2 separate regions of the Canis lupus genome follow, and region 1 is linked to region 2. A link is a contact called in public Hi-C data. All regions are on one chromosome and are shown on one strand. The core of a region is the stretch at or near the end of the contact, and the rest is flanking DNA. Distances in the headings are between cores, read along the strand shown.

What was found. Hi-C and Micro-C count contacts between places; a contact is called where the count stands out from the background.
Region 1: a Hi-C map of blood shows a contact between it and region 2, with 2.9 times the contacts expected there. The contact joins the promoter of MMP14 here to the promoter of DAD1 in region 2. A contact is called at or near these places in 2 of 9 Hi-C or Micro-C datasets (amygdala and blood).

Annotation. Positions count from the first base shown.
Region 1 is chr8:3,304,920-3,309,209 of UU_Cfam_GSD_1.0, reverse strand. MMP14 (matrix metalloproteinase-14) reads right to left here and starts at 2,431. Exons shown (of 10, transcript XM_038544150.1): 1 at 2,327-2,431. The coding sequence starts at 2,431. All of the region lies in intron 2 of SLC7A7 (Y+L amino acid transporter 1), which reads left to right.
Region 2 is chr8:3,106,048-3,110,369 of UU_Cfam_GSD_1.0, reverse strand. DAD1 (dolichyl-diphosphooligosaccharide--protein glycosyltransferase subunit DAD1) reads left to right here and starts at 1,851. Exons shown (of 3, transcript XM_038544147.1): 1 at 1,851-2,179. The coding sequence starts at 1,969.

The DNA of each region.
Region 1 (4,290 bases), core at 1,182-3,681, 200 kb before region 2:
GAGCTGGAAGTCAGGAAGACTTAAGCCAGGCTCCCTCAGGCCTCAGGGAACAAAACTGAGGGGAATTCTCTTAGGCCAGAATGACAGAATGGAGGGTAGCAGAGAAGTGAGGAGAATCCAGATCCAGGAGCTCTGGGATAAATCCCTCTCCTTGATGAGTTTTCCAAGAAAGTAGGCAAGTCCAAGTATTCACACCCACAATATCCACCCCATACACAACAGAGAAAAATGGAGACTTAGGAAAGAAAGGAACTTCCCTAGAGTCAAGAGAGCCTCATGGCCTGGAAAGGAAATACCCCCATCCCTCTCCCCTCAGGCCTAGGCTCTGAGCAAAGCAAGAACCACAGAGAAGACTAGGAGGTGAGGATGGAACCACAGAAGAGAGGACTCTTGTGTCTGTGGCTGGGTGGGGGAAGGGCTGAGTGCCAGACAGGCCATGGGGAGGAGAAGGCTGTCCTGGAGCTAGTGCAGGACTCTGGAGGCCTGGTGGGAGGGACCCGGCTGCCTGAGGCCTGGCCACCCCAGCTCGCCCTCTAGATTGGCCTGGAGAGGGAGCAACTATGTTAGGTCAAAAAACTCAGTTGGCTCGCTTTGTCTTGAAAGCTGAGTGGTCTGAATTTATTCCTAGGGGAAAAGTCCAGAGAACCCCTCCCACCTCTGGCCTAGGAGTCCTGGAGAAGGTGGGTGGGTTGGGGGGAACTCTGGCACTCCAGCAGGCCCTGGATCTGAGCCTCTGGGCCTGCTCCTCCCTCCCTCTACCTCCCACCCCTCCCTGGCCCAGAAGCAAATGGTGGTTCTGGCACTGGGACTGCCCATGACCCACTTAAAACAGAGCCAGGACTGCTGCCCCTCCCCTAGGGGGCCTAGTGGGGCAGGCGAGGGAAGGCAGGGCAGGCAAAGTTGGCAGTGGGAAGCCCCCAGATGCCCAGGCTTCTTTTGTTAGGACCTCTCCTTGCAGGCCCCCGATTAAGACTCTAGGCCAGGAGAGAGGATGCCTCCTCCTGCTGGACCACGTCAGGTTTAGACCAAGGGCAGATTTGCACTCTCCTTGGTCACCCCCACTCCTAGGGCCACACTTTTCTTTTTAGCCTCAGATCCCCTTCGGGACAGAGAGAGTGTGTTCTTTCTGGAGATGTTTCCTCCGGGGGTGGGTTGCCGGCCAGGACCAAGAGGGAGGAAGCCAAGTCCAGATCCCTTCCCCCTTCTGGGGCCCTTCCCGGCCCCTCCTGACCGCACCCAGGCCCTGCCGGGCTGAGTGGGTTGGGATGGCCCAAAATAAGAAGCTGATCAAATTCGTCTCCCACCTTCACCCCAAAATAAGAGAGAGAGAGAGAGAAAGAGAGGAAAGACGTCCCCAGACAACTCCCACGCGTCTTCCTCCCGGGCCGGTGGGCCAGCGTCGGGGAATGGGGAGAGGGGCGCCCAAGGCAGTCGGAGACCTGTGTGGTGCCCGGGCCGGGCCCTCTCCCCCGTCCCCGGCGCGAGGCCCTCAGTCTCCCCGCAATTAACACAGAAAAGCAATTAACAAAAGCAACAAAACGAGCCTAAGGGCGCCGCTGGGGGGATAGCGAGGGGGGCCGAGGGAGGAGGCGGCGGCCCGGCCGAGCCCGCTCACAAGGGGACCTTTGTGTGTACTGAAAGGCTGCCAGGGCGCCAGCCCCGCGACCCTCGACGACGCCGGGGCTCCGGCGGGCGGGTCACAGGGGTCCGCGCGGGCGCGGGCGCGGGCGGCGCGGCGCGGGGTGGGGGCTGGTACCGGTGCCGCCGGCGGCCCAGCGCCCACCCCACCTGGCTGCGGCTGCATCCTCGGGCCGGGCCGCCTGGAGGCGCGCCGCGCGGGCCGAGCGAGCCGCCGTCCTGCTGAGCCTCCCCGGCCGCCCCGGCAGCTGGAAGGTGGAAGGTGGAAGGTGGAAGCAACAACGGGCTCGCGCACACGCACACGCACGCACACGACGAGAAACCCGGGCAGCGCAGGGCTGAGCGGGGTCCAAGTATTTACCAGGCTCCCTCCGGGTTCCGGAGCTGAGCTCAGAGCCCGGGGCCCCGGGGCCCGGGAGGGTGGGGGTGGGCCCCTGCTATAAAGCTCTTCCAGGGGAAGGACTGGGAAAGAAAGTCGGCGGCGGCGGCGGGTGGGGGGTGGGGGGCAGAAGTTGGATCGACCGGGAAGTTTGGAGATGAAGAGGGAGAGGAAAGGAAGGGGGTTCCTTCGGGCGAAGACGCCCAGACCGCGAGCGCCCCGCTCTCCGAGGGGGGGCTGTACCCCTGCGGACCCCGGCTCGCCTCCCCGGCGGGGGCGACTCCCGGGGGGCCGGAGGAGCTCACTTACTTCGGGGCTGAAGCTGCTTTGGGCCGAGCTGAGGGAGGCGAGCGCGGTGGCGAGCGTGAGCAGGGGCAGCAGCCGACCGCCGGCGGGCCGTGGGGCAGGAGACATGGTCCGCGACCGTCCCGGCAGCCAGCCGTGCGGGCTCCGCAGCGGGGCCCAAGCCCTGGGGCGCGCCGCCACTCCCTGGGGGGCGCCTTTGTCTTCGGTGGGCACTGAATTTGGATTCCTAGAGCGCTGTCCCTTGGAGAAGGGGAGGATTGTTCTTGCAAGCGCCTGTTCGTCCCCTTTTCCGTTTTTTTGATCTTTCTTCTGCTTAGTCTGCGAACTGCACGACGAGCCCTCTCTCACTCTTCTGGTCCCTCCCTTCTCCCACAGCCTCTCCGCCCCCGCTCCAATGCCCTCCTTTCCCGGTGCGGACGTGGTTGTTTCAGCCTGAATCCAATTACAGCCAAGAGCGGGGTAAAACACACACACACACACACACACACACGCACGCACGCACGCACGCACAAAAACCCCTTAAGTTGCCTTTCTGTGGTGGAGGCTGCTATCTGCAAGGGTTGAGGCCACAGTTCGGGGGGGGGGGGGGTCTGGGGAGGAGGGACCCAGGAGACGGGATGTGGGAGACTTTCTCCCCCTAAGCATATTTTAGGTGGCTTGATTCCTCTGGTATTCAACGTTTGTCTCCTCTCAGAGCAGGCAAGTACTGGGAGGCTCAGTGGCTAGGGGCAGACGAGTTCAAAGTCTGGGATGCTGCTGGTGGGGGTCTTCCATATCCACCACGCCTGGGGTGCAGATTGTCTGCTGGGACCCGTGGCTCAATCGAATTGAAACTTTTGCCCCTTGTTCTTGACAACCACCTTCATCACTCTCCTGCTCAAAACATGCAACGGTAACGAAACCCTACTACCCACTAACAAACTCCACAACCACACTGGCTGTCCTTGTGGAAAAGACATATGCACTCCCTTAATTATCATCATTTGCAATCTGGCTGCTCCTTAAAGTAGAACTAGCCAGGGAGGAAAGAAGTGCAAGGCCATGGAATGTGGGGAAAGGCAAATCAAGTTTGGGGAAACTGTTAAGACCAGAGAGGTTGGGGGACACCTGGGTAGCTCAGCGGTTGAGCTTGATTCTGGGATCCAGGATCCAGGATTGAGTCCTGCATCAGGCTCCCTGTGAGGAGTCTGCTTCTCCCTCTGCCTATGCCTCTGCCTCTCTCTCTGTGTCTCTCATGAATAAATAAAATCTAAAAAAAAGTCAGGGTGGTGGTGGTGGGGAATCCCTGGGTAGCTCAGTGGTTTAGTGCCTGCCTTTGGCCCAGGGCATGATCCTGGAGACCCGGGATCAAGTCCCACAACCGGCTCCTTGCATGAAGCCTGCTTCTCCCTCTGCCTGTGTCTCTGCCTTTTTCTGGCTCTCTCTCTGGGTCTCTTGTTATTAAATCTTAAAAAATAAAAATAAAAAAGACAAGAGATTGGGAGTTCAGACTTTGGGGTTTAGTTTCCCCTCTACAGTTGGAAAAAGGCAGTTCCTTGAGGAGTAAAATCTTCAGGGGCCGACTCAGCTGAGAACAAAAGGTGGAGGTATGCAGGGAAGAGGGAGGGCCAAGAAAGGGGGTGGGAGAACTGAAGCCAACCTGACCTGGGGAAGAGAAACAGGTAAGAGGTTGAGAGCTAGAGCTGGAAAAGTAGCACAACAGAAGCAGGAAAAGTGTGGGAGACAGAAAACTCAATCATCAGCGAAATCTAAGATCCCAGAATTGCACTGGTCAGCGAGAGAGGAAGGAGGTAGTGGGGAGAAGAGTGGGAAAGAAAGCAAGGCCAGGAATAAAGGAAGCTGGACAGAATGTAGGTCAGGTAGGAAGCTCTAGCAATACTAGAGATCCAGGAACTTTTACAGGTTTGTGACAGGATAATGGAAGGAAAGCCCAGTGCTCTGTGTTGTAATGGGAGCAAAGGTCTTTT
Region 2 (4,322 bases), core at 602-3,101:
AAAAGCATCAGCGTAGCCTTTAAAGTCTGATGTTGAATACTTGGTGAGGAAGCTACTCTCCTACTTGCTGAAGAAGCAGGGAGGAAGGTTCAATTTGTCAGAGAAACTGAAGCTTCTTGCCTTATTATATTGAAATAGGACCTAGCCTGGTTATTCACTGCTCCCCTCCTTTTTTTTCTCAGCAAGCTAAGAGTTTAGGCTGAACTTAAGTTAGCAGTGCAAATCTCTGTGAGTGTGAATATGAATCTTTTTCAAATAGATTGTAAAGCTTTCTGAGGACATGGATTATTTCTCTTCTTTCTAGAACCTAAGCAAGGTTTTGCTCATCAATGCTAATCACTATAATTGTTGACGCTGACATAGTTTCCACGTTAACAAATGAAGGACCCTTGAAGACAAGGAATTTTGCTTTAGCAATTTTGATAGAGTACCTAGGATAACTCAAAGTTGTTAACAAGGTTAAAAAGCACCTGGTGGGCAGCCTGGGTGGCTCAGCGGTTTAGCGCCGCCTTAGCTCAGGGCCAGATCCTGGAGACCCTGGATGAGTCTCACATCAGCCTCCCGGCATGGAGCCTGCCTCTCTCTCTCTTTCTCATGAATAAATAAATAAATAAAATCTTAAAAAAAAAAAAAAAGGCACCTGGTTACGTGCGACCTGCAACTGAAAGATGAGAGAAGGAGAAGCAGGGCTGGAAGGTTAGATTAATGTGAAATTAAAAGGGCAGAGAAAGGGACGCCTGGGTGGCTCAGCGGTTGAGTGTCTACTTCGGCTCGCCATGGAGTCCCACATTGGGCTCCCTGCAGGGAGCCTGCTTCCCCCTCTGCCTGTGTCTCTCATGAATAAATAAATAAATCTTAAAAAAAAGGGCAGCGAAAGCCAGAAATTAAAGTGGATCTGATTTTTAAAGTTAAAACGCTAAATATGTTATAAATATATAATGGTAATTCCATTTGTTAAAACGCAAAACCATAAACCTTCAGCCTCCTCTGCAAAAGGTGCTGGAGGAGGTAGGGTTTGAACCAGGCAATGCTCCTGTGTGCCTTCCAGCGTAGCGTCCTGGGGCACTACACCGGGTTCAAGATGCCAGCTTGTGAGCAAAAGGTTGCTTAACCCGGTCACCCCCAGTATGCAGGTTAATCGACTGTTTTCACTCAGTCCCCGCCCCCAGCAAGACCCCCCCCCCCCCCCCCGGACGGCACCTACAGTTTAGCACAGCGCCACGAGGCGCCCAATAAATATTTGCTGAACTAATGAATGCCTGCGGACTTGGGGTTCCCTGTGTACCGCGCTTATTCGTTAGCGCTCCCAGGGACAAATCCCAAGTCCCGCTCAGGGCCAGGTAGAGGGCAAGCTGCCTCCCCCCATAACCCCGCCTAAGCTAGTGCCTGCGCAGCGATTAGCAGCGGTGGGTCTTTCTGCGGGCGGACGTAACTTGCTCTAATCATCTGGGGCAGGCATTTGCCCTTAACAGAGCTGGGGCTGCGTCGCGACTGAACCCCGAGGACGCCAGGCGTTGCCTCACAGTAGATCCAAACACTCAATCTTTGAAGACGCGGGTGGGCCAAAGAAAGCCGGAACCCTCGGGTGGCTACGCTGTCCTTTGTAAAACCTGTCCCCCTCTTCCTCCCACAGTATCCTGTTGCTAGAGCAACTGTGGGCGTCACCGACCTGACCACGGAAGTAGGACGGAAAGAGCACACGTCTCCGGCCCAGGGACGGATCAGATCCACTGCGCAGGCGCCTTAGCTTTAGCAGGCCGTGGCCCACGTCTGTAGATGTGCTCTGCGTCTGCGCGGTAGTTGCTTCGCGCCCGGGCCTGAGTACACGCCTGCGCAAAGAGGCGACTCGGGGCGGGCGGAGCGGGGCTGCAGAGGTGCGCAGGCGTCAAGGCTACGGACTACATCCGGGGTGGCCGTGGCTTTCGCCGGGCGTTCGGGGAGCGCAGGCCGAGAAGCGAGTGTGTAGTCATGTCGGCGTCGGTAGCGTCGGTTATCTCGCGGTTCCTAGAGGAGTACTTGAGCTCCACGCCTCAGCGCCTGAAGCTGCTTGACGCGTACCTCCTGTACATACTGCTGACCGGGGCGCTGCAGTTCGGTTATTGCCTCCTCGTGGGGACCTTCCCCTTCAACTCTTTTCTCTCGGGCTTCATCTCTTGTGTGGGGAGCTTCATCCTAGCGGGTAATGGTTCTCTACGTAATCGCAGTAATAATGTGTTTACTTTGGTGCGCTGCTTTTCCTCCCTCGTCACTCTCTTTTATAGCAGATCACCGCCCCGTGAAGTCCCGAGAGGAGCCTGCATTGCCCTCTTTTGTGAAAGGGGAAATTGAGGCTCAGAAAGGTTGCCACAAGCCTGATTCTGGAATTCTGGAGAAACCCGCTTCACTCCAGGAAAACTCCATTTCAGCGTTCACTTCGGCTTTAACATACCTTTAAAATGGGTAGAGCTTTAAAATGGAAAAGCAGACTCCGAAGTATCTCTCTCACCTCGACCTAATCACTGCTAACCGCTAGTGAAACAGTGTAAGAAATAGGAGCATAGGTGGTTCGCTTGTTGAATCAACCTTTACTTGACTTTGGCTTTCAGCTGCTCCTACTTCTTTCTTGTGGATAAAGCTGTTGTGTCAGTATCCTGAACTCCGTTTTTATTCACAGAGCTCTATTTTAGCAGTTATTATTCTGATTCCCAGCATTTGATACGTTGTAGACTGCCGTATATAACAAAAGCTGACCTTTCTTGCCCAGTAGGAACTCTAGTGAATGCTAAGTTCAGCCTTGGCCCATGAGTTAGCCTGGCACCAGGTGGGCCCTTCCAGTCACTGGTATCGTCTTCTGTCTGATTTTGAGAACATGTTAGAATCCATTTTTTCCCCCAGTGTGATTATTATCAGACCATCAATTGTGTTTTGAGTCTAACAGAGGGTACTAGCTTTGGAGGTGCATCAGGTTTCTGTTTCTTGTCCTCAGTGAATTTACAGTCTATTTGGGGCAGAAACAAAATACAGCATTAGAATTGCTCATTTATAGTGGTTCTCAGCTTATAGAGCTGTAGAATGCTTTTTACACAAATGCTAGCTCAGACTCATACCAGAGATACTCCACCTTCTTTCTCAGAACTTAAAATAAGCCTAAGGACTTAATGACTTGTGTACTAGCCGGTCTGGAGTTGTAGAGTTAATAGCCTGTGAATTGGATGTTTTATTATGATCTTTGGGTTTTGTCCTAGATGACCAAGACTTGGTTCTTTGTGGCAGCATCTGGGCTATCAGGAGTTCCGATGTTACCTCCGTCATATACACCAGATAGCCTACCCTGTTTGCTCTGGATATCAGACCTTCTACCCCATCCCCCTGCATCCCCCCTTTGCCTCTCCCGCCTCCCCCAATCCAGGGTGCTTGTAACTAAAAATTGTATTATCCAGACCGGAGAAGGAATTTTGAGAACCTCTAGTGACTTCCATTTGATGATTTTTGTCTTCCAGGTCTGCAAGAGTAGGAGTGGGGTGGGGCCTAAGTTGATTGAAAAGAAAGTTTCTTGCTGAAGTCACCCCAGCTTCATAAGCCTAAGGTTAAGAATGCCTCCTCAGGGCTTACATGGAAGACTGATTTACTGAGGAGTGGGTATGGACTACAGTTGTAGATTAGTGTGATAAAAGCAGAAGATTTTCTTTTGAACAGATAATTTTTTCTTATGCCAAGTCCTATTTTTGGGCTGTTGTAGCTAAAATTGAGTTGGCAGATTCCGTTTCCTCCTCCCCAGTGAAAAGTCCTAGCTTGCTTTTGAAGAGAATGTCTAGTGCAAAGGCACAGTGATAGTGGAGTCAATATGGGGGATTAGGATTTCCAAAGTTCTTAGATAACAGGTAATTGGGCCAGAGAAATGGAAGTTGCTTCAGGATAAGAAAGGATTCATGAGAGTTCATAGTCATCATCAAAGGTTCATTTCTTTTGACAACATTGCCCTTGCTAGATCCTAACTCTTCTGCCGTTTGTTACCCAGATCTTCAAAGGAGTTGTTTAAACGGGAAATTTGAAATTTGGGGTTTATCCTTCATTGGATTGTTGGGAAGGGAAGCCTTTTATCTATTTATGGTTCTGGGTTTCTCATTTTCTGGTGTTTTTTTCCCTGTTGGAAGAGCCCCGTTTAGTTGGAGAATGGGAATTGTAGGAGATTCTGTTCAATGTTTACGTAGTGCTGGATGCTAGAGCTTTGACAGGGTCAGGCCAAGGATTTTATTCTGTAGGTAATAGAAAAGCTAAGGATTTTTAAAGATTTTTTAATTAAATTAATTAATTTTTGAAGAAGATTTTATTTATCTGAGTGA